Regions from separate parts of the Mus musculus genome. Here all the other regions are linked to region 1. Evidence: chromatin contacts called from public promoter capture Hi-C data. All regions are on one chromosome and are shown on one strand. The core of a region is the stretch at or near the end of the contact, and the rest is flanking DNA. Distances in the headings are between cores, read along the strand shown.

What was found. Promoter capture Hi-C pulls out the DNA fragments that hold promoters and counts their contacts.
Region 2: a promoter capture Hi-C map of liver shows a contact between it and region 1, with 5 times the contacts expected there. The contact joins the promoter of Plekha1 here to the promoter of Oat in region 1. A contact is called at or near these places in 5 of 39 promoter capture datasets (the 3T3-L1 cell line, hippocampal neurons, liver and 1 more), 1 of 115 datasets of contacts at active chromatin or transcription factors (large pre-B cells) and 2 of 9 other capture datasets (adipose tissue and liver).
Region 3: a promoter capture Hi-C map of liver shows a contact between it and region 1, with 5 times the contacts expected there. The contact joins the promoter of Htra1 here to the promoter of Oat in region 1. A contact is called at or near these places in 3 of 39 promoter capture datasets (liver and pre-B cells) and 1 of 115 datasets of contacts at active chromatin or transcription factors (astrocytes).
Region 4: a contact with region 1 is called in a promoter capture Hi-C map of pre-B cells, with 6 times the contacts expected there. The contact joins the promoter of Acadsb here to the promoter of Oat in region 1. A contact is called at or near these places in 17 of 39 promoter capture datasets (the 3T3-L1 cell line, 3T3-L1-derived adipocytes, the C10 cell line and 12 more), 3 of 484 Hi-C or Micro-C datasets (the 3T3-L1 cell line, CD4 T cells and embryonic stem cells), 9 of 115 datasets of contacts at active chromatin or transcription factors (astrocytes, differentiating embryonic stem cells, embryonic forebrain and 6 more) and 2 of 9 other capture datasets (adipose tissue and liver).
Region 5: a promoter capture Hi-C map of liver shows a contact between it and region 1, with 4 times the contacts expected there. The contact joins the enhancer-like site here to the promoter of Oat in region 1. A contact is called at or near these places in 7 of 39 promoter capture datasets (the 3T3-L1 cell line, the HPC-7 cell line, cranial neural crest and 3 more), 2 of 484 Hi-C or Micro-C datasets (3T3-L1-derived adipocytes and cortical neurons) and 2 of 115 datasets of contacts at active chromatin or transcription factors (astrocytes and forebrain).

What each region holds. Positions count from the first base shown.
Region 1 is chr7:132,573,775-132,578,248 of GRCm38.p6, reverse strand. It overlaps Oat (ornithine aminotransferase), which reads left to right and starts at 1,851. Exons shown (of 10, transcript NM_016978.2): 1 at 1,851-1,954.
Region 2 is chr7:130,863,823-130,868,296 of GRCm38.p6, reverse strand. Plekha1 (pleckstrin homology domain containing, family A (phosphoinositide binding specific) member 1) reads right to left here and starts at 2,573. Exons shown (of 13, transcript NM_001346515.1): 1 at 2,314-2,573. Gm5602 (a long non-coding RNA gene) reads left to right here. Exons shown (of 4, transcript XR_869992.3): 2 at 1,584-2,150.
Region 3 is chr7:130,934,419-130,938,892 of GRCm38.p6, reverse strand. Htra1 (HtrA serine peptidase 1) reads right to left here and starts at 2,690. Exons shown (of 9, transcript NM_019564.3): 1 at 2,150-2,690. The coding sequence starts at 2,621.
Region 4 is chr7:131,408,612-131,413,085 of GRCm38.p6, reverse strand. It overlaps Acadsb (acyl-Coenzyme A dehydrogenase, short/branched chain), which reads right to left and starts at 2,485. Exons shown (of 11, transcript NM_025826.4): 1 at 2,299-2,485. The coding sequence starts at 2,340. It overlaps Ikzf5 (IKAROS family zinc finger 5), which reads left to right and starts at 2,608. Exons shown (of 4, transcript NM_175115.4): 1 at 2,608-2,699.
Region 5 is chr7:131,448,560-131,453,033 of GRCm38.p6, reverse strand. No RefSeq gene overlaps it. Among named protein-coding and RNA genes, the nearest start is that of Gm39099, 11 kb to the left of the region's middle. Within about 2 kb of position 2,438, at least 5 of the 459 cell types and tissues checked have an H3K27ac peak or open chromatin away from gene starts, as enhancers often do. A contact at or near this core is called in liver, where this site is marked.

The DNA of each region.
Region 1 (4,474 bases), core at 602-3,101:
GCTGCTCCTGCTTGCCAAGGCATAACAAGATGGCCCTGGCTTTACCCATTTGTCCTGGCTTACAGAGCAGAATCACAAAGAAGCAGTTCCTTTCTGACCCCAGGGGAGGAAGGGTCAAACCCCCAAGAGGTTGATCATACTGAAGTAGGTGGTATGAAAGGAATAAAAATGAAAAAGATAAAGTTATCCACTCATAATAATGAGCCTTAGAGGGTAATTAATGGTCATTATAGTAATGAAGTAATGATCTGGGCAAATGACCTTAGCCAAGGATAGGATGAGCCCAGTAGGCTTGCTCAGTGCTCCTGAGGATATTGGATTCACTGCTCTATCTCTGAGCCCACACTACTTTCTTGCCCCTACTGACCAGGTCAACTAAGACATTCCCTGCTATGGCTGTTGAATGTCTTCTATTTGTCTCTCTACCTGGGTCTTCTTTTGTTTGTCTTTACATGTGTCTGGTGTGTTTGTGTACCAGTGTTTGCATGAGTGTGGGTACACAAGGTCTGGTGTCTTCCATGATTGATTCCTACGTATTTAAATATATTTAATTGAGCCTGGGTTTCTCACTTGAACCCAGAGCTCTAGGAATTGTCCTGTCTCTACCTCCCTGAACGCTGGGATTTCAGATGGGTCTCGATGCCCACTCAGCGTTTATGTAGGCTCTGGGGACCTGAACTCTGGTCTCTTTATGCTTGCCCAACAATCACTTTACCTACTGAACCATTTCCTCTGCTCTTTCCCATCCCACTTTCTTTTCCTCCTCTTTCTGATCTTGCTCTGTGTCTAGGGAGGCTAGTTTGTGGGGATTGTCTTTTCTCTTGTTTTCTCAAGTCAGGGTTTCTCTCTGTACCTCTGGCTGCCCTGGAACTCTCTCTGTAGACCAGGCTGGCCTAGAACTCATAGAGATCCACCTGCCTCTGCCTCCTGAGTCCTGGGATTAAAGGTGTGCACCACCACCACTACTACCACCAGTCTTAACAGACTCCTTAGGCTCCTGGCTCCCTCCAAGTAGTCTTTCCTCAAACTCCTCTCTCTTTGGGGTTCTAGAAACCCCACATCTAGCCCTGGATACGTGGACTGACAGTGGCTCTCCCTGGTGTGCCAGTCCCTCCATCCTTGTGCTTTCTTATTCACACACATTCTTTCCAAACTGGAGTGTGAAATCTTTCTGCCTGACCCTGAAGTGTAAGGTAGTGAATCACTGGCCCTCTGTGGTCTACAGCTTTTGGTACAGGATTGGATAACTCTTCTATTCTCTTCATATTTTCTGATTTATAACGAGCGTTATAGACAAAAATGATACCTAAGCACCTTCTGATTGTGTTTATCCTGCAATATCCTTTTCCGGTTTGAGTTTTAACCATGGTAGTGGAGGGAGTGCAGGCAAGTCTATACTGCGTAGCTGTCATTTCCAACCACTTATAACAACAGTTAATAACATCCGGGCGGCGTTTTACAGCTGCAGAGATGATACTAGAAGCATCAGTAATCTGTTTTGTCATTTTGGTACGTGAGGGTTCAAGGTCATGTGGTTTCAGCATTTAAGATATGATGTTGCTCCCAACAGGCTCTTTCAGGAAAGGTTTTGGAAGGTCCCTGGGCTAGAGAAACGCAGTGAGAGGCCACCATTCCTTCGGGCCTCCGTTCCCCTTCGGGTAAAAGAAAGCGAACTGCTCCAAGTTCAGTGCAGAGCTCAAGCGCCACAGGCACAAAAGCAGACTGCGCACTTGGGGAAGGCAGCAGAACTTGGCGCCCGGAGGCTCAAGGCCGGGTGGGTGGGGCGAGAGTGAGCCTCTTGTGATTGGTGTGCGGCCCTCCGCCTTAACCAATGAACTGAGAGAACGGGCGGGGGCGGGACAGACACGTCGTCTTAAACGACCTGACGCGCCGGGCAGCCACATCGCGCTTCGTGGCTGAAGTACAGTCAGTGTCGCTTAGCGGACGCTGTCAGGTACGACGTACGCGCCGGGGCTGGGCCAGAGCGACTAGGGCCCACTCGGTGTTCTGGAGTCTCCGCCGGGGCAACACTGGAATCTCCGGGTCTAGGGCGCCACGCAGGCCCGGGGTGGGGCGGGCTCGGCGTGAGGACGGGCGGGGCACGGCTTGGGCTCACTGTCCCCGGGGGACTCGGCTAAGGGGACTGGGGCCTTGGAGGTCTCGACTTTGAAAAGGCGGCGTTGAGGGCGCGGGGCACCACGAGCAGCTTGGCGGGGGGTGGGTGGGGGGTGGGGGTGGGAAGAGGAGGGAAGGACCCGATCCCTGGGGACAGAACTGCGAACTTGTGGTCGCGTCACCGGGAGGGGGCGCTGATGCGGACCAAGTCCGAGCTCCTTGGGCAGCTTTTACGTCTCGTGGCAGATCATACCCATCCCTCCCCAATCCCCACTTCTCTTCAGTCCTAAACCAAATAAGAGGATTGAGGAAGTGACGTGCACTCTGTGATGAGATGGTGGCTAAGGATTGGCCCACAGGGCTCTCTGCACGAAGAGCCCCCTCCTTAGGCCTTTGACAAGCTATGTTGAACCTCAGTAAATTCCAGTCTAATTGTGGGGAGCTCTTGCTGCCAGCAAATCTTGCCTCAGGCCTACAGCAATGCCCGGGAGTACATTTACCTTGTAGATGTGTCAAGATATATTAAGGGAGGAGTGGTTTTGGAATGAAGTGGCTTTGCTACTTGAATAACCTCTGATTTCTCCACCCTAAATTTTCTTGATCAAACTTGTTAGTGTCTGTAGGTAAATTAATTTTATGTAACTTGTAACTGTACTTTAAATTGTATGTGTGTGATCAGGAATGAATGCGCCATCCGAGGCCAGAGGGATTCGATACCCCTGGAGCAGTTCTTGATAGTTGTGCCATGTAATGTGGGTGTTAGGAACCAAACTCTGGTCTTCTGCAAGCATAGTAGGTGATCTTAACTGCTGAGCCATCTTTCCAGCCCCTAAAACTTTAATTAGTACATATTTTAAAAGGTATTTTTTCCTGTCTCATCTATTTACCTTCCGGTCTACTTTTACTATGGTTATATGGATATGTATTTTATGCTCTTTGCAGAGTTCTTGAGGATGAGCCAAACTGTATACCTGTATACTTTTTTTTTTTTTTAGATTTATTTATTTATTATACGTAAGTACACTGTAGCTGTCTTCAGACACTCCAGAAGAGGGCATCAGATTTCATTATGGATGGTTGTGAGCCCCCATGTGGTTGCTGGGATTTGAACTCAGGACCTTCAGAAGAGCAGTCGGTGCTCTTAACCACCGAGCCTTCTCCCCAGCCCCCAAACTGTATACTTTTAAAAATAGTAATGAATGGGTAGTGATGTGGAGGTGTGTGGAGGGTGCGGTGTAGTTGGTTCAATCCTTTCCCAGTAGTGTTACTTTAGTTGTTTGCCAGTGACGCACTTGAGGTGAATTTTAGCCAGAATATTGGTTACATAAAACAAAGCTTATGTTGACAGACCTTCCAAAAAAAAGAAAAAAAAATTAAGGGCTGCATTTGTGAATGGTTACCTCAGAAAAGTAAATATTTAACAAGCGCCAAACCAAATTTACTTCTCAAGCTGAAGATTTTCAATGGCTTTTGGATGACTTTACCCTGCTGTTTCTTTTAGAGCAATTTAAGGAAAGGTTATTTAATAAGGCAGACTAAACAAATTCTTCCAAATGCAGCCCTTAATGGAGACTGTACTGTGGAGATATTCCTGTGAGCTAATGGGGAAGGGAATAATGGTGGCCTGAAATTAAACATAGGTGTTCAACATGCTCGGCCTGTCGTTAGTTCTTATGTTTGGGCTCTTATATCTGCTAAATATAAATAGCAGATAGATAATAAATAGGAATAATCTATATATCTATCTATCAATCATCTTTGGTTTCTCGAGACAGGGTTCCTCTGGGTAGCTCTGGCTGTCCCAGACTCACTTTGTAGACCAAACTGGCATCAACTCTGAACCCTTGATGAAAAGATGAGTTTCCATAGGAGGACAGAGAAGTAGCCTCTCAGAGCTGAGTTATTTTGATGCAGGATGGGTGACCTGGTTACCTGGCTTGTCTGGTTGCTACCTTGCCTCCCTCAGGAGTTGTGTGTTCAGGAAGGCTCTTCTTCACCTGCCAGACAAGAGAATACCAGCAGCAGGTGGGTACCCAGGTACCCAGGGGAGGGGATTTTTGAGACAGGGTTGACTTTTCCTTTTTTACAAGCTTAAGTTCACAGTGGGGACTGCTTGAAAACAAGTGCCTGAAGTGTTAGGATCTGTGATAAAAGTCTGCAATGTTCTTAATGTCCTAAAGTGTTTAGGAGGGACTTTCGTTGTAAATTCAAAGGGAGAAGGTGGAAAAAATTATCTATATAGTATTTATGCACAGAAGAAAATTGGTAGTTAATGGTAATCTCTTAAGTAGGTAATTTTCTTGTCTGACTGCTATTTATTTTATTTTATTTTAATATTAAGGCAAGGTCTCTCTTTATA
Region 2 (4,474 bases), core at 1,324-3,823, 1.7 Mb after region 1:
AAATAAATGAATAAAATTAAATAAAGAAAACTAAAATTGGATGTTTCTCTCCTATTGCATCAATCTTAATCTATTATTGCAGATCAGAACCAATTTTTGAAATTTTAAATAAAGTCTTGATATGCCAGAAAATGTACTGCTCAGGCATATGGAAGGTGATTATTTGTGTATCTTCAGCTCCTAGCTAGCAACCAGTGGATGCTTAAAACATCCCTGCTACAACTCTTGAAACTTACTAGCCAAAGCAGAGTAGCCTCTGACACATCTGACAGTCACTGCATCCCACCCAAAAGCCTTTCTCCTCATTCTTACACTACAGAGCTATTTAAATGAGAATAAGACAATGCACACTACTCAACAAGTTCATGTTAAAATCTGATTTAAATTATACTAACAAATTATTTCTTAGATTTCCTTCTGAATTATAAATTCTAAAGGGGGAGGACAAGAGTTACAATCTGAGTAGTGGCATAACAGTAAAGAACTTCCTTAGGCCCAGTAGTCAGTTTTTCAGCAGCAAAGCTCACATAAAGATGTAAGTTTCCACCTTTCCCAAGTATCTTCCTATTGCCCTAGGCATCTTATCCTATCTTTGAATACTGCCCACAGTAACTGTTTAAAGAATCCAATGCTATTCTTAACATCCTTAAATACTTCTAAAAAGGTCCTTCCTGCTTATGAACTCATGGCCGTTTCCTCACAATTGTATACTTATCCTGTCCCACTGTCTCAGTCTCCGCCAAACAGATGTACACAGCACAGTCTTTCCTATTTTGCTACACTGCTAAACCCAAACAGAAGACAAAAAAAAAAAAGATACAAACCTGCTGCTTTCCCCGCCCCCCAACAGCAACAGTGAAACCAGAAGCCAACAAGATAAAGGGAGACAGAAGGCAACATGTATATCACTTCCCTGCTGTGTGTGGCAAGCTAGTGACTCTTTACAAGCACAGATTCACAGTATGTCCACTGAAACAGTGTTATTTTTCAATAGAAATCTGACATTTGGCACAGGGTAGGGTTTATAACACTATAAAATAAGCTATTAATTTGATTTCTGCTGACTTACTATTCTTGTTTATCTCTGCTCTTAAAGAAGAAAATCAACTTTCTGTAGAAGAGTTGGTCCAGAATATGGAATATTTAAATTTGAGGGAAAATGGTTTGCCACAAGTTTGTTGGTAAGATAAACTAAGACGCACTGTATTCAAAATTCGTGTTACTATTTTTGAAATAATAGTTCATCTCCAGCTGTAAACTAAAAATGGTTTTTCATTTTACTTCCAAAGCGTCTGAGTCACTTAACACTCTTCTAAACTTCGCTACAGATTCGTCCAGTGGCCGTCAACGTAAAAAGCCTGGAAGCTAGAGAGCAGATCACTCTACAGTCTTAAGACAATGGTATAAACCTTGGAGTGGGCTATTTGTTCCGGTCATTAAACACACAGGAAATAAGCTTTTCTGGTTAGAAAACTAATTTACAAAGGGCAATACGACTTCACAAGAGTACAGAAAATCTTATTAAGATAGATAACGACCAACTCATCCAAGCAAGTATTAGAAAGAACGGGAAGGCGAACTAGAAAACGAAATGCCATAAACTACCTGGTATCTGTTCCTTAAACCTGTCCTCGGGACTCGGTCCCAGACAACATCAGTTTCTGAATTTACTCGGCCCTCGGTGGAGCCTCAGCTTGGGTGTCGAGCAGAACGAGGATTCTACCAAAAGCGGAGCACCGCGAACAGCAGCAGGGCGCTTTCAACCTGACACCACTTTCTCCCCGGACACTCTCCCGGGAGGGTCAATAGAAAGCATCCGAAAGGAACCAGAAGCCGAGCAGGGCAGCCCTCTTCCAAGTCCCGAACCCAGAGTTCAGGCGCCTCTCGGGTCCCACCCGCCTGACCTTGGCCAGGGCACTCCCAACCCTGCCACTCTCTCGGTCCGCACACGCGGGGAAGCCGGGCTGTGCGGGAGCGAGCGGCGCGGATGGGGCGGACACGGCCCTGGAGGCGCGCCGCTCCGACAGGCGTCGCCACCGGGATCCCCGACAGGGGCCGAGCCACGGCGACGGCAGCGAGGACACCAGGGGCTGTGGGCCTTGGCGGGGACCCGCAGGGCTGGCGTCGGGCGCAGAGGAACCCGCGCACAGGTGAGTCCGGCCTCGCCCAGGTGCGCGCGCCCGCGGACGCGCGAGGAGGCGCGGCCCCGCGCCCCCCTCAGCAGCCGGTGGCCGCCTCAGCCTTGCCTTCCTCGCCCCGCTTTCCCCTTCCACACACGCACACCCGAGCTGCACACCTCATGCCCCACTTTACCGCGGCCTCCGCCCGGAGCACCCGCGCCACCGCGGTCCCGGCTCCTTCAGGCACCCAGCTGCCGGGAGCGGCGCCCACGACGGCCCGCCCGCGCACTGCGCACGCGTGCACGCGCTGCCTCTACCAGACCAGACAGCGACTGAGATTCCGGAGCGGGCACTCCCTACCGCGAACACTACAAGTCCCGACAGGCTCCGCGCACGCCCGGCGGCGTGGCGGGCAAAGGAATCGGGCGTCTTCCTAGTTCCAGGGTGGTGGCTCGCGGCCGCGCGCGGGGCGCTGGGTTCCCCATGCCGCGCTGCATCCTGGGGCTTGCAGTTTTTGAGGACCACGAGGCTCGGCTTAGGACGTGGAACTAGAGGTTCTCTGATGTCATCACCTAGAGCTGCGAGGCACAGGGATCTTTAAAAATAGGTTTGGTTCCTTTGCAGATAATTTGCAAGCTGTCCCATAGTGGGTACAAGAAACATAAAATTCACTGGTTGTGCACCAGTTTTTTGCTCCTAACCATTTCTTTCTCAAAATGCAATTTCACCTCATCCTTAAAATAGTGGTATTAATGCAAGAGGCCAAGGAAATTTAAAAGGATTGCTCAAAACTCTTTCAAGGAGATATTTTAAAATATTCAGCCTATTTGTTGAGCAACCTCAGTGTATGAAGTCCCTGCCCTCGTGGAGCCTGTGTTTCATAAGGGGAGCTAGCCCTTTACAAAATACAATCCTTATACATTTTAATAAGTGGAAGAAAAGAATGAGCTTCAGAGATAGAGATAGGGAGGCAGGCTTCAGAGAGGATGTCCTGTCCAGCAGCATTCTCTAAGGAAGAGATATTTCAGCTGAAACCTGAAGAAGGTGAGATATTTAAACATGCAAAAGAACTGGGAGAGAATTACATACCCCACTTTTCCCAGTGAGTGACACACACTGAGGCTCTCAATAAACGTTTGGGGGTTTGTATCCTGCACAGCTGGGGATCATGCCCTCTCACTTGAGAGTGTTTTATCAACCTTTCTCATGACAAGGTTCCTCTGTCGTGTACGTGGGACAACTAGGCTATGCTAGATGAGAGACTGGAGGGGTAGAACTGGCAAACTGCCCGTGCTGACTCTCCACCTCAAATCTCCAACATCGAAGACGATCAGCACCTTACCTTCTTAGAAATCTCAGCTACACAGCCTTGCTGAGGGCCATCTGGCTCTTCTTCAGGTGGGAGCAAGAAGACTCCTTTCCTTATCTACAGACTGGTTGAAAGAGTCCATAGAGTTGCCAGCGCAGCCCTTTCATTTGGCCCATGCACTGGGCTTTTGCTGATTTAACTGAATGTATAGATGAAGTTTTAAAAAAAGTTTTCACATAAAAATCCAAATGTCACCTGATTTTCTCAGGTTTTTTGAGCTAACTTTCCTTGGCTTGAAGATCTGAAAGAAATTCCTGGCTTTTCAGCCCTTGGAGCCCTAGGAGATTCCATTGGGAGTGATTAGAATGTACATAACGAATTGGCTGTTTGCAAATCTGTAACAGAGAAAAGCAATTAAGTTAGGATGGGCTTATTCTGGCTCACAGGTTGAGGGTCTGCATGGTTCATCCTGGTAGGGTAGGTACGGTAACAGAAGAATGAGGGTCAGTCAGAGCGCATCTGGCCCGTATTCAGGACGGGTCTTATCTCCTCAGGTAAACTCTGGAAATTCCCTCACAGACATGCCCTGAGTTCTTTCCTCCCTCTCCCTCTCCCTCTCTTCCCCCTCCCCTCACCCACCCCCCACATCAAGTTAGCAATTAAGTTCAACCAACACAATCTAAAAGTCAAATTCAAGTTCAGTGTCTTTTCGTGATGGGAAATCCCTAACCCTGAAGCCGTGAGCCTCTCTATCAACCCCCTCTGCGTTGGACGAGAGAGCCATTCTCCTGATTGTCGTTACCATTTGACTAAGCAGTGTGCAATCACATAATGAATCCTAAAGCTTATTTGGCACTGAGAGTTAAATGTATGCACAGTGACAGAAACCAGAGAAGGGATTCAATTTGCCCAATGACACACAGCCGAAGTATTCTCCGGGCTACTTTGAGGTTGGGGTCCAGCCAAAACTTGAGAATTCCTGATGTGCCTTTAAGTTCAGAGGCTGAAAGAAGGGTAGGTATAGAAGATAAAAGGCTCTCTGCTC
Region 3 (4,474 bases), core at 1,441-3,940, 1.6 Mb after region 1:
TATCCATCCTCCCACGTAACTAGCTGTCCCTAAGTACCAGGCACACATGTCAGACGTGATACAGAGCAACAGATATTTACAAAAGGAGGGGAGATGGCTACCACCAGCTCTATGCTTCATCTGTGGCTGTCTCCACACTTAGGGGCCACTGGGGCCCTGCTGGCCAACAAAGGACCTGTCTCCCCAATACAACTCAACCAGCCAAGTATTTGGCCTCTGCTGATGTCTGTAACTCCTGGCCTTGTGCAGCAAGACTACAAAGAGTGACAGCTACCTGGTTTCCCACCAAAATGTGCTTTTTAAAAAAAAAAAAAATGTCACCTGTGCACACTCAGATTCTGGTGAAAGTAGCCCAGATTCCTACCTTCTGCCCTCCCCCTCTAGGCTAGTTCTACGCCAGCCCTCCTCTGAACAGAGCCTATTCAAGAACTACTCAAGGATATCTGCACGTGTGACACACTACTTCCTCCCCAGGGGACTCTGAGCCACCACTGTGGGTCACTTCTGCCCGTGTCTGTCTAACTAACTAACTAACTAACTAACTAACTAACACCAATCTATTCTCCACCTCAAAGTATCCACTCAGGAGCTACATAGTTCTCTACCTCTCCCCAAGGTGAGTTGGCTGGTCCAGCCCCCTGGAAGCCCATTTCCCATAGCCTTGAGGTCTAGCTCTGGCCTGTTCTGAGTTTGCCAGCATTCAGGTTCCAGCTGAGTGACCTTGGACAAGTTATTCATCCCCAGTTCCACCTCATCTAAGACAAAGACGAGGCCAGGAGCTTCCTCCTCCCGGGTCTAGGAGACCAAATAGAGTCACAGGATAACTCACTTGTCACATGGGCTGGGACTTAGTAGGTAGGGACCCCGGGATCAGTCCTCTCTGAAAACAAACAAACAAACAAACAAACAAACAAACAAAAACCCTTTTCTTCTCTCTATGGAGGCTGAGTTTCCTGGGACTGAGGTCCAGTCCTGTGCTCCTGTGGTAAGAATATAAACACCAGCCCACCTCTTCCTACACCACCTGGAGTACTTTCCTGTGCATTCGAGTAAAGTTTTGCCAAATTCAAAGTGGTCATAGGCGACCATATTCCTATAAAGAAAAATCTAGCTCAATCTCTCTTTCCCTCTCCCGTGCTTTCCTGTCCTCCCCACCACATGGGGGGTGGGGGGGCGGAGGGGAGGGAGGTGCTAGGTTTGGGCAGGAGCCCTGTAGCTGAAGCCAAATGTACTGGAGCCCAGCTGGCTGGTCCCCACAGCGCTGTAGTGGCCAGTATGAATTTACTGTTTTTCCACAGGGTATCTCTGGATTTAACCGAAGCTTTTCTCTGGAAGGTCCTGCAGGGAGCTGGGCAGTTCTCCAAGCCCCTTTACCCTGTCGCCACCACCACGTCCAGCTCTTGTGGGTACAGAAAGGTCCCACAAGGAGAGAGAGGGTAGAGGGTGCATTTTTTTCTTCATCCCCAGTGGGCCCCTCCTCTACCTCAAATTTCACGGTCCACTACCTGGTTGAACTCAGGCAAAAGGACCAAAGGACCAAAAAAGGACCAAATCGTGGGCGTTTTTGTAAAGTTGATTTAAATCAATGGAGGAAGAGGGCCGGAGTTACTAAATCGTTTTCTGCTTAGGAGGCGGGGTGAGAAAAATGCTTGCTGAGTTGAGCAGAGATGTTCCCTCTCCCCAAAGTGAAAGTTTTCACGAAGAGGTTCTATAAGAAAAACACTGCTTAGATAGTTCCAAGAAGAGAGGACTCAGCAGAAAGGGAGAAGGAAGGGAAGGCGACAAGAGTTCTTGCGATCCCAAAGCCATGTATCTCAACATTGCCAAGATCCCTGGTATGATACGCGGCTTTCCCCAGCGCGATGCCTAGTCACCCCGGCCAGGGGGTGCTGGACCAAAGCGCGCAAAGCACCTGCTTGGCGTTTCTCGAAACGACCCGATGCTTGGCGCAGAAATAGGGCCGGAGGGAGCCTTTGAAACACAGCTACCCCGAGCCCCATCGTCTCTCTCTCCCACTAACTGGATGCCTAGAACACCCCGCAGTGCTTCTCTGCACCTCCGCATCCCCTCCCGACGGTCCTGACTGGTCGGGCTGAGTTGGCGAGAGTGGGGAGCCACCCAGGAGTGCAGCGCAGGGCGGGGCGGGTACCTTGGCCGCAGGCGCCGCGCTGCAGGACGATGACCGGCGGCTGGCGAAGCTTCTCGGAGCGGCGGCTGGCGGCGCGCAGCTGGCACAGGTTGGTGTAGGTCTTGGCGTCGCTACCACACACCGGCTCGCTGCTGGCACACACGCACAGGCCGGCCTGTGCGCGCCGTCGTACTGTGGCCGAGGCCGGCACCCCGAAGGGCACTACGCATTGCAGCCCCTCGCCGCAGGGACCCTCCTGCAGGCCGCACGCTGCACCCTCGAGCGCGCCGCACACCTCGCAGCAGCCGCACGCGTCGCGGACGCGGCCACCCTCGCAGTCCGTGGGCGGCGGGGCGCAGCGGGTGGGATCGCAGTGCTCGGGACAGACGGTGGCAGCTGGGGCCGAGCGGCCGGTCCCCGACGGCAACGCCAAGGAAGGAGCCGCTAGCAGCAGCAGTAGCAAAGACAGGAGCGTGGTACGCAGGGACTGCATGACGACTCCGACGGCCACGGGCTGGACCACAGCCGAAAAACCGCGCTCGGGACGGTGTGTCGGGGTCTTGGGGACAGCGGGTGCGAGTGTGCGCGGCCGTACGGTTAAGCCCATTGGCCTAGCGGCGGTGACGAAGCGCCAGGGGGACGGGCACCGCTCCCGGGAGGGGGGCCGATCGGGGACTGCCTGCGGGGACGAGGCGGGGCGGGCCGCGACTCCACCCTCCGGCTGGCTCAGTTTCTCATTCTAGGATTCTTTTTCCTCAGAGATTGAAGACCTTAAGACCAAAGTGGCACTTAACAGAGGGAAACCTGCCTAGCACTGCGCAATCGCCTGGAAAGTTCCCAGGTCGTCCAGTGCGGAGGGCGGTCACATCGACCCCGGCCACAGCTGCAATGGACCGGTGCCCAGCTTGGGGGACTGTGGCTGTGAACTTGACGCCGCCGTGGGAAGGCAGCGTCAGCAGGACTGGCAGAAACCCAGTGCCCAGACCTAGTTTCAAGTGAGAGAAGCAAAAAGCATTGGCGAATGACAGTGTAAACCTTCCTAACGCTTCTCTTTTAAAGTTGCTTTCGGTGGAGTGCATGCCATAGCACGCCTCGGGTATCTGGGTTTGGTACTTGGAGGGCCACCGGGAGCATGCCGTGGCCACCGGGCTTTGTACAGTTTGTACTTTTTCACCCTGAGCTGTTAGGGAATGCGTTGTTACCACACAGAAGCGCCCAGCCCGCGCCTGCAGTCCCAGCGCTCGGGCAAATCAAGGTGTCCCAAAACAAGATGTTTTATTTTGAGCTCTCACATGAGGATTTAAGTGACGTTTGGGACCGAGATGAGTCTAAGAATCATCAGGAAGAGCAACTGTCACCCCGGAGGCAGATCTCTGTGCCTGGCCAACACAGAACACATAAATCTTGTATTGGAAGATGAGAGAATTAAAGTATGTGCTGTCCCCACCTGAGTTCCCCATGCACCTCGCCATAACACACCCCAGGGTGGTGGGCAGAGTGCTGCTGACCCTGACTCAAGGAGGAGTCGCTGATAGGGCGCTAATCTACATCCGGGTTGTTCCCTTGTGCAGAATTCCTTAAAACAACTCCCCTCAAAGCAGTCCCCGAGGTAAGCCTCAACTTCGTCCAAGTCCCACACATCAAGGGGTAAGAGAGGGGTAAGAGAGACACACACCCACGCATATGCACATGCACACACACACAGTCTCTGATATGAGAAGTACTTTTGTGTCTGGCTGGAATCCTCAGACTACAGAAACATAGATGTCTACTGGTCCTCCTCTGTCCCCTGTGCTCTCTCCTCTTCCCTTCTGCCAGTAAACTCCCTTTTATACCAGTTCTGTTGCATGGCATAATTTCTCAGAGGCACACCTTGACATGGGTTCACCATGGTACCCCCCTTGCCACATTATATTTCATATTAGTGCTGTGACCCCGGCTCTCCTGGCGCTTGTGTTCCTTCTGGTTCTATGCCATGCATGGGGACCCTAGTTCCACCTGAAACAAATCTGCTTTCTGGCTGCCTGATAGCTCAGCACCTGATCTACCGCTTCCCTGGTAAGCTCTGATCCATCAGCCTTTGCAGATACTCTTCTCTCCGGAATTCTCTTTTATGGAACTCATATCCCGCAAGCAATTCCTCGGGTCACACAAACCTATGGGGAGAGGAGGAGGAGGAGAACTCCTGTTAGAGAGAGGAGCTGAGCAGAGGCAGACAGACTTCAAGCAGAAAGGCTGTTAGGAAGTACAAAGCAGAGAAGGTGTACCAGGGCCAGTTTGTAATAAAATCTGAGTCCATGAAGGGACAGGGAGAAAGAGTGTGAGTGTGTGTGTGTGTGTGTGTGT
Region 4 (4,474 bases), core at 1,236-3,735, 1.2 Mb after region 1:
TGTTGGGGGGTGAGAGGGGTGGTGTTACAGGTATTTGTCACTGTCCTGGCTCATGTCTCCACTCTCTTTGTCACTTTTTATCATAGCAATCTATATATTTTCACCATAATTAAGTGCCTCTGAGGTTCTCAGCCTTCAACAGCTCTACACAATCCTAAAGGCTAAACTCTCAAACTCTTTTTAAAATAGTGTCATTCCCTGCTTGTTACAGCGTCCTTCTTTTCCTCCTAGATTCTAAAACCTGTATCCAGTGAGCCTCTTTGTCCTGTAATGATCCCTGCCATTGCTCTCTCCGTTGAGCTCAGGGGTACACTGTGGACCCCTTGAGGTCTTTTTTTTCCTACTGCTAACTAACACGTGGTTAGGTAGAAGCAGGTCTAAATGGTGAGGGTGAACTTCTTTAACACATGTGCTTTAGTCTATACTGTATCTGCTATGGCACACGGTGCCTCGTGAATGGGAGTAAAGACATTTACTGAAAGCTGGCTAACCATTATGCTCGTCTCTGTGCCTTACAAAAACGTTTTCATTCAGCCCTCGCAACAACCCTACAGATAGGTACCGTCCTTCCCGACCCCCACTTTACCCATCAGAAAACAGACTCAAAGAGTTTAAGCAACCGCTTAAGGTTATACCACAGAGCCTGGGCTCTAGATCCAAGCAGTTTGGCACCAGAACTTAATTAATTAACTACCATGCTTCAGGCAAATTTCAGCAAAATATACTATTTTTTATAAAAGAGATCCAAAACCTACGCAAGACAATAAGGCACAAATCTAAACAAAATACTTCCGTGGTATCTCCGACCAAGGAGAAGCAGCAGTAGTTTTTGTCAAAGTCACCTAATCCTTTGTCTGAAATCGCTACATCTCAAGGTTAAATAGCTACTTGTTAAGAGGTTCATGCAAAGTAAGAGAGACTGGAAGCTGGAAGAGCACCAAGGGCTTGTAGGCTAGAAAAACAAAGGGTGGCCAAACTCAACAACCCAGACAAGTCTGCTGGCTACATTATTATTAAGCAACAATTATTAAACAGTATTAAATAATAATCACAAGAACCCATTTCTAATCCTTTGTGACAATACACTAACACAACTTTATTAATTTCCTAAACACCCCAAGCTTGTAAAACAATAAAATAACGTTAATTATCTACAATGTGAGGCAAAGAGGTGCAGACTTGCTTCACCGTTTACAAGCTACTTCCTCTCATCAGTAGCTTGTAAAACCGGGAATAAATACTGCAGGATTTTGATTGCTCGCCAGAATAATGGGTGAGACTTGAGACTTAACATCTGCCCGAGGAAATTTTAAGATTACTATTTAGCTGGAGGGTTTCCAGCTAACTACAACCACAGCAAAGGCACCCAACTGTCCTTTCACTTCAAAGTTAGCTAAATGGGCTCGTCAATCGCCTAAGTAGAGAAACATCCTCCAGGAAAGCTGTCTCTTTCAGGCACCTGAAGAAATAGCACCAAGTCCAGCTAACGTAGGTTTGCTCATGGTTCAACCCATTGCCCCCTCTGACTGGTCAGAGTGTCTTCTGTTATTCTGACAGATGCTGTCATCTGCACTGTACTGTGTGTCCTAATTCCAAGCTCAGGAAATCCGAGAGAGCAAAGGGAGGCCAGAAACATCCTGGTGAGACAAGAGGCTGGCCTCAGACCAAGTTTGAGGAAGAGGACTAGAATGGGCTTTTGGGCTCCTCAGAATCTAAGGGAGCTGGTCAGATCCCCGCAGTGAGATAAAGCCTAAGAAATTCCTTCCCTGAATGGTTAAGACCCAGAAATATGAGAGGTCCCTTCCAGCTGGGCTGCTGAAGGGAAGAGAGTGTCAATAGGCTCGACAAGCAGGCCTAGATTTTAGTCATTAAAAATCATCATTATCGGTTGGGTGATGGTGGCGCACGCCTTTAATCCCAGCACTCGGGAGGCAGAGGCAGGCAGATTTCTGAGTTCGAGGCCAGCCTGCTCTACAGAGTGAGTTCCAGGACACCCAGGGCTATACAGAGAAACCCTGTCTCGAAAAAAAAAAAAAACAAAACAAAAACAAAAACAAAAAAAACCCCAAAAAACAAAACAAAAAAATCATCATCATCATCCGGGGAAATGTGGCATGAGCTGGGACGGATCCTGAAGGAAAACCAGACGGAGGTGAAGGGTCTGTGGAGACCCAGCCCCAGGCTCAGCCCCCTCCACCAGCCTCCCAGACCCCCAGCCCATTAGGAAAAGATGACGTCGCCAGGAATCAGTGTGGCCACAGGCCTCCTGAGACGGTCGCTTCGACCGACCCCACTCACCAGCCCGCCCATACGCCACAGCTGGAGCGCAGAGACCGCCATCCTCGCTTCGGGCAGGGTGGCCCTGTTAAGCTCGCAAGGCTTTCCACGAACCCTTGCGCAAGACTCCCTCGGCCTGGCAAGCTCGGGCCCTGCCCACTCCGAGCATCCGCCCCTCACACACCCCTTTGAGTCCCCGCCCACTGCCGCCTACGGAACCCCAGGAGAGACATAATTCTCTCCTTGCTCCCTGCAGCACGCTCACGCGAGACTTGGGCAAGGCGTGGGGCGGGCGGGAAGGGAGCGGAGACACAACAAATATGGCGGCTACAGCTGCGACGCTGACGAACGCTGAGGCGGTGGCGGTGGCGGCGACGGCAGTGAAAAGGGCTGTGGGGATTCCTCGGTGCGGTTGTCAGGAGGTGAGTCACGGGGGGCGGTCAGCTTCCACGGCGGCGCTACGGTTACTCAGGGCACGTTGACGGAATGGCGGAAGGTAAAGTGCCGGGTTCATTGCTAGCCGGCTAACACCGCTTTCGCCTTGGCCACAGCGGAGGGTCCTGCGTGCCCCGTGGGCTGCCAGCGTGGTGACTCGGGACTCTCTTGGGCTCGTAAGTGACTGGGTGCGCCGCCCGGAGGCTCGCGAGCGAGTCGGCGCCGTCGGGCCGCAGCTCGGAGCTCAGGGTGGGGAGCTGTCTCCGGCTTTGACAGGTGGCGATCGCAGGGAGCATCCCTGTGTAGTGCATTCTCGGGGTGCCAAAGTCGACCCCAGCAACCCCGGTGTATCCTGGATAGGGTGTTAACCCCGGGCTGCTGTTGGGAAGGAGTTTTCTTTCTCTCATGACCTGGCGTCTACTGCCTGTACTTTCCAATGTTGGGAACAGGTGAGGCTGGGGAGGATCTTCCGACTCATTCAAGATTTCTGTCCCCGATCGATTCATCATCGATCGACTGTCGGGAATGTTCTTGGATGCTCAATGTGGCTCCTCCTCAGCTAAGCGTCCAAGTGCTGTCTGTCTAACTGTAGATCCTAAGTATAGTCAGTGGTAGCTGCCAGTAACCACATGGCCTCTTTAATGACTCCTTTGTGTGCTGGTCAGAACCGGACAGAGGAGTGAGAACGGACATGAAGACTTCTGAAGTTGTGAGGTCCAGGGAAATTACACTTAGAAGACACAGCATGAAAACAGCTGCTTAAAACATCTGGACTACTTGTAAGACTTTGTCTTGAGTTTATGTTGTCTTCAGCACAGCTGAGGATGAACGTTTTCTTGGAAGTTCCTTGCGGGGGAACTGGGATGTTTGAAGTTCTTTTCCTGTAAGGGTCCCGTGTTTCCCAGGAAACCGTAACTGTTGTACTGTGGGACACTGAAGATGGGCTTCAGATATGCCGTGGTTGAGTCCTGGTGGTTGTTACATATATTTCCCTGGCGATAGAGCTAATGTACTTTTATGTGCAACTGGACTTATTCAGCAACATTAAGCCTGGCATCTCTTGAAATTAGCATATTATATATGAATGGCATTGAAGTTTTTTTGTTAAAAGTAAATGACCAGTGGCAACATGATAGTAACACAAATGGCTAGGATGTAATTGTGGGCCACCAAGCTTGCCCTTGCTTTTTTTTTTTTTTTTCAGTTAATGATAATGACACACAAATTATGTTATTAACTTGTTACTAAGCCTGTAGTCCCTAGCAAAGTTTTCACTTACGTGTCTTTCTTTGCAGACTTCTTGTGGCTTTTGAATTTTAGTTGAAATTCCCTCCATGGCCTTTTGGACGCCTTTGTTGTATCTCCAGAGTAAATTTCAATTATTCAACATTTCAGCAGTGTTGCCGTGGAAAGTAAAAAGTGGAGCTAAATTGGGGTGAACAGGTTAGATTGTATCATTCTTTTTTTGGATTTCTTCAGATGTGGCTTCATTTCTGTTTTCCTTTTTATGTTTTCTGACTTCTCAGAAGAGCCTTATCACAGTGTTCATGCATTCAGAGTCTTTAGCAGACGGGAACTCAGGAATTGTGTTCTAATTCTTTTTGAAGGTCCATGTTACTCTGTATGAACTAAGTCTCGTTTGTCAGCCTTTACTAATGTAAATTCTCTTGGAGAGTAAATCTTTCAATGACCATAATCAACAGGTTATAGAAGTAAACACAGCTATTGAACAATAAAGAACTTCAGTAGGCCTGACTAACCT
Region 5 (4,474 bases), core at 1,189-3,688, 1.1 Mb after region 1:
CCAATTTGTGTTATCTACATACTCACTGGAGTATGGCCAAACTCTAAGTGACCTGCCCCTTAAAGAGACACCCTACCCCTATCCCATGCAGAAGCCATCAATTGTGGACAGCTAATTTCAGTATCCTCATCATACTTTTTAAGAGTTCTCTTTGATGGTTTCCTGTTAAGGCTGCTACTTTGGGAGGGGGGGAGGTTGGGTGGGAGTAGGGGTTGTCACAGAAGTCTTTCACGTTCCTCTATCTCAATTATGCATCTGTAATCATCAGTATCGTGGCAAAAATAGCTTCCTGTTGTTTACAGTCAATGGGACCACCAATTATGAGCTTCCATATGGTTTCTGATGACAGTACAGACCATAAACACAGCCCCAGCTGCAATAGGCCCACAGACCTAGATAAGACCCCCAGAGGCAGCTTAGATCACAGACATCATCATGGGCCTCGAGTTACTCAGATCAATATGGTCCCAAGCAGTGGCCTGGTCCGCAGACGTCAATCAACGTGGTTTCATGCTGCAGCAGAGACAGACCATAGACATCATGTGGCCTTCAGTGGTAAAACAGGATATGGACATCAACCCAGACCCTAGCTGTGGTAGCACCGTGGACCCAGCCTTGGTCCTCAACAGCAGCACGGATATGGATATCACTATGGCCTCAGGTAGCAGTGACATCAGCCTAAGATCAGCCTGGTCCCATCTCCAGGTCTGCCTCTCTCCACTGTTTCGGGTTCTTATCTTTCCCACCTCTCCATCATGAATTGTTCACTGTAGCGGTGCCTGAGGTGTGTGCCAAAAGGCTGGGTGGCCTGGAGGAAGTCCTCTGCCTTCCCACAACTCTGGATTTTAACCAGTTGTGGTTTTCTGTAGCTGTTTTCATCTATTGCAAAGAGAAGTTTTATTTATGAGGAGTGAAGAGAAAACCACACTTATCTGTAGGTACAAAGGGCAAATGAATGTTTACAGATTGCCATTAGGAATATGGTCATTAGGGATAAACTTGTGGTCATAGATTATCTTCTGGTAACCATGGCTTCTACTGTTATTCCTCTTATTGAGTGGGTCTTAAATCCAATTAAAGAGCTGTTGGTTACCTATAAGGCATGTGTGCCTTACTACTGCACCCTCAGCGTCATCATGCCAAGCTGGCTGTTGATGTGGTTCATAGGTGCTTTTGCAAACTTGCATGATACCTTCTTGCCCAATGAAAGCTAGTCCCTAGGGAAGGGGGCATTGAGATCAGTTCTGGCCTAGGGCTCTCTGGGCCCTGTTTCTAAAGCAACGGGGACTTAGCTTCTACCTCTGGGGGTAACTAAGGACCACAGCAATAGGCTTTATGTTTGGGAGTCTCTTGGACAGCTGTGTTCAACAACTCAAAAGAGGGCTTCTCATATCTGATATTGGGGTTTTTGTTAGTCTTTGGCTCTTAGAGGGACCACCATCAGCCCAGATGAGAAATGTTTATTAAAATTGTATGTATATTTACAGACAAAGCTATGTGTATTACAGGGTTTTTTTTTTTTTGTAAATAGTTAAGAGAATAATTCCTTGTGACTTCAAATATTCTTATTGCTACTTGACTCCGATCTGCTCTTTACTTACATCCTTCACCCTTCCCTAAAGAACCCATCTCCTCCCACTGCCCCGTCAGATCACTTGTATCTTGCCACTCCCTTCTATTCTCCCCCTTCTTCTGCATTTACGCCCCTCCTCCTCCCTAAGGAGCCCCCCCCCTTTCCTATTTCCTTGATTAGATTTGTTGTTGCCTGCTATTCTCCTCTCTATTGCTCCCCAAGCCCCTTATCCTGATTTCCGGAGTTACTACAAGCTATGCATTCACACCTGAAGATTTGGAGCTAGGAGCCTCCAAAAAGAGAGAAGTGTCATTTGTTTTTCTGGGTTACCTCTCCAGCCTCAAAGAGAAAAAGAAAAAAAAAATAATGAAAAGACAAAATTTTAAGTCATTAGTCCAAAGATTCCAGCCATCAGTCAGATCTTTTCAGAATGAATCCTACACAATTTTCCTCAAAAATTATCAGTGTGATAACTGCTCTTAGACCTGGGGAAGAGAGTTCTGATCTTAGGCTGCCCCTGGCCTGAATTCCATAAACAAACACATAGCAAATGTATGCACTGGGACTCCATCCTTCAGGGCAGCACAGCTTGGCCTGGAACCTAAATATCATTCTGACGCCTAACACCTTTCAAATCACTGTAGTTCCCCCATCTGCCTTGTCCCCAAAGAGCAACGCAAAAGGAGGTTACACCCAGACATAAAAACATCAGGGGAAGCCACCATCAGAAGATTAGGCTCCTCCAGTCGTGAGGAAGATTGTCTTAGCCAGGAGACAGATTACAAACCTGTCAAGCCCTCCCCTCAGATGACGCGAGAGGACCAGATTCTTGTATAACCAGTCATTACTGCTGGGGCACTGAGCTCGTCTTTCCTGTCTTCTCTTCTGTGTGCTGATGGGCAGCTCCAGAGGCTTCCTGGAATAGGCATGGCTCTGGAACAGCTTCATACAGCAGTTGAGCAATAGCTTGAAGTATTGCTAATTTGTACCACTCTCTCTTAAATTTGAAACATAATCGAGGCCTCATGGTAACACACACAGAATGTCACATGAATTCTCTACATTCACTTATGGGCATTGAACCCCAAGTCTGTGAAAGGGTCTTCTTTTTCTTATTTTTAATAAAAAGTCATAACATTTAGTTAAAATTTCCAAAGTGACATTTTAACAATTAGTTTTGTGTAAATAATTTATAACTTTAAATGCTTTAGAAGAAAACATGTATTATTTACATTTTATGTATATTTGTGTCCTTGAGTGTATGTACAGTGCACTGTACATATGCAAGTACCTGCAGAGGCTGGAAGAGGGCATCAGGTTTCCTGTAGCTGGAGTTCGAGGAGGCTGTGAGATGCCCTGAGGTATTAGAAACCAGACCCTTGCTGGCTGTGGTGGCGCACGCCTTTAATCCCAGCACCTGGGAAGCAGAGGCAGGCGGATTTCTGAGTTCAAGGCCAGCCTGGTCTACAAAGTGAGTTCCAGGACATCCAGGGCAATACAGAGAAATCCTGTCTCGAAAAACCAAAAAAAAAAAAAAAAAAAGGAACCAGACCCTGGTCCTTTGCAAGGACAGCAGACGTTCTTGACTGCTCAGCCTTCAGCTCCTGCCCCCAATTACACCTTAAATTATTTTGAAAAAAAAAAAAAGTACCCTGGACCATGGGTACATGGAAAGATTATATTAGATATAAGAAATGTGGCAGCAGAATTCTGAATATAAAAGCTAGAAAGAATAAGCCCATTCATGGGACTGAGAGTCACCTGCTAGCTCTAGGCCAGGAATGCAAGACCTCAGAGAGAATGGAGACCTCAGGTGTCCTCTGCTGAAGTGACCAGGTGGCCCTGGAGGGGAAACCACAAACTGAAGTCCTAAGATGGTACAGGAATTCAGGAATTGGAGACCATTTTTTTTTAGAAGTCAAGCGAATAGGACAGCGGCTGAAGAGTAAGAGGTGGATCTTGAGAGAAACGACATAAAAGCCTCAAACCAAAGAACCAATTAACCCCGAACACAAGGGCACTGCCTGCTCCTGCTGAACCCTGCTGGACATGAACAAGAATGGATGAGGGCTGCCTTTCAAGAGCTATTTGAAATGCCAGCGGGATGTTCTGCCCTTTGCCTAGAATGTGCAATGCTTTCCTAGAATGGAGCAGCGGGCTGCTGCCCTGGCATTCAGACTTCTGCATCCAGTTTCATTCAGACCAAGCTCCGTCATCCTCTATGCTAGTAGCCAGAGATGCTGGGGCCAGCTTGTTCTGAAATGTTTGTTCTTCCAGAGATCATCCTGGTTGCTGAGGTCCTGTAGAAATTACAGACTAAGAAGGAAAAAAATCAGTGGGAACAAGGTAAAGATGTGTCAACTCAGGGTCAACTGAGTTAAAAAGAGTGCTAGCCCAGGCAGCACCCTGCCCATACCAAGGTGACTTGCGAGAACACAGACACTGACAATCTAAGTCCCTTTAACACAGCATTCAAAACTAAACATAAGGTCCATGTCTTTTTTTTTTTTTTTTAATTCCCACCATCCTTCCTTTCTTCTTTTTCTGCAGGGTCTATGAACTCAGACTGCCTTGGAACTTGCTTTTAGTCCAGGATGGCTCAAAACCTATAATCTCCCCACCTCTGCTTTTCCAGCAGGACTTCAAGCATACACTTTTCTATATCTAGCAACCTTTCATGTTAATACATTTCAACCTGAATAATTCCCAGGATTTCATGCCCACTGGGCAAGTGAGGGCATTATTAAACACATTTGAAAATGAGCACAGCACTCATCAATAAGTGTATTTAAGCCTGTGTCTGGGAAAGATGGCATATTAAAGGAACTGTACAACTATTGTACTGGGGCTGACCACTAGGCTGGATGAGCCCTCTGACTCCTAGTCCTCCACGGGTACAAC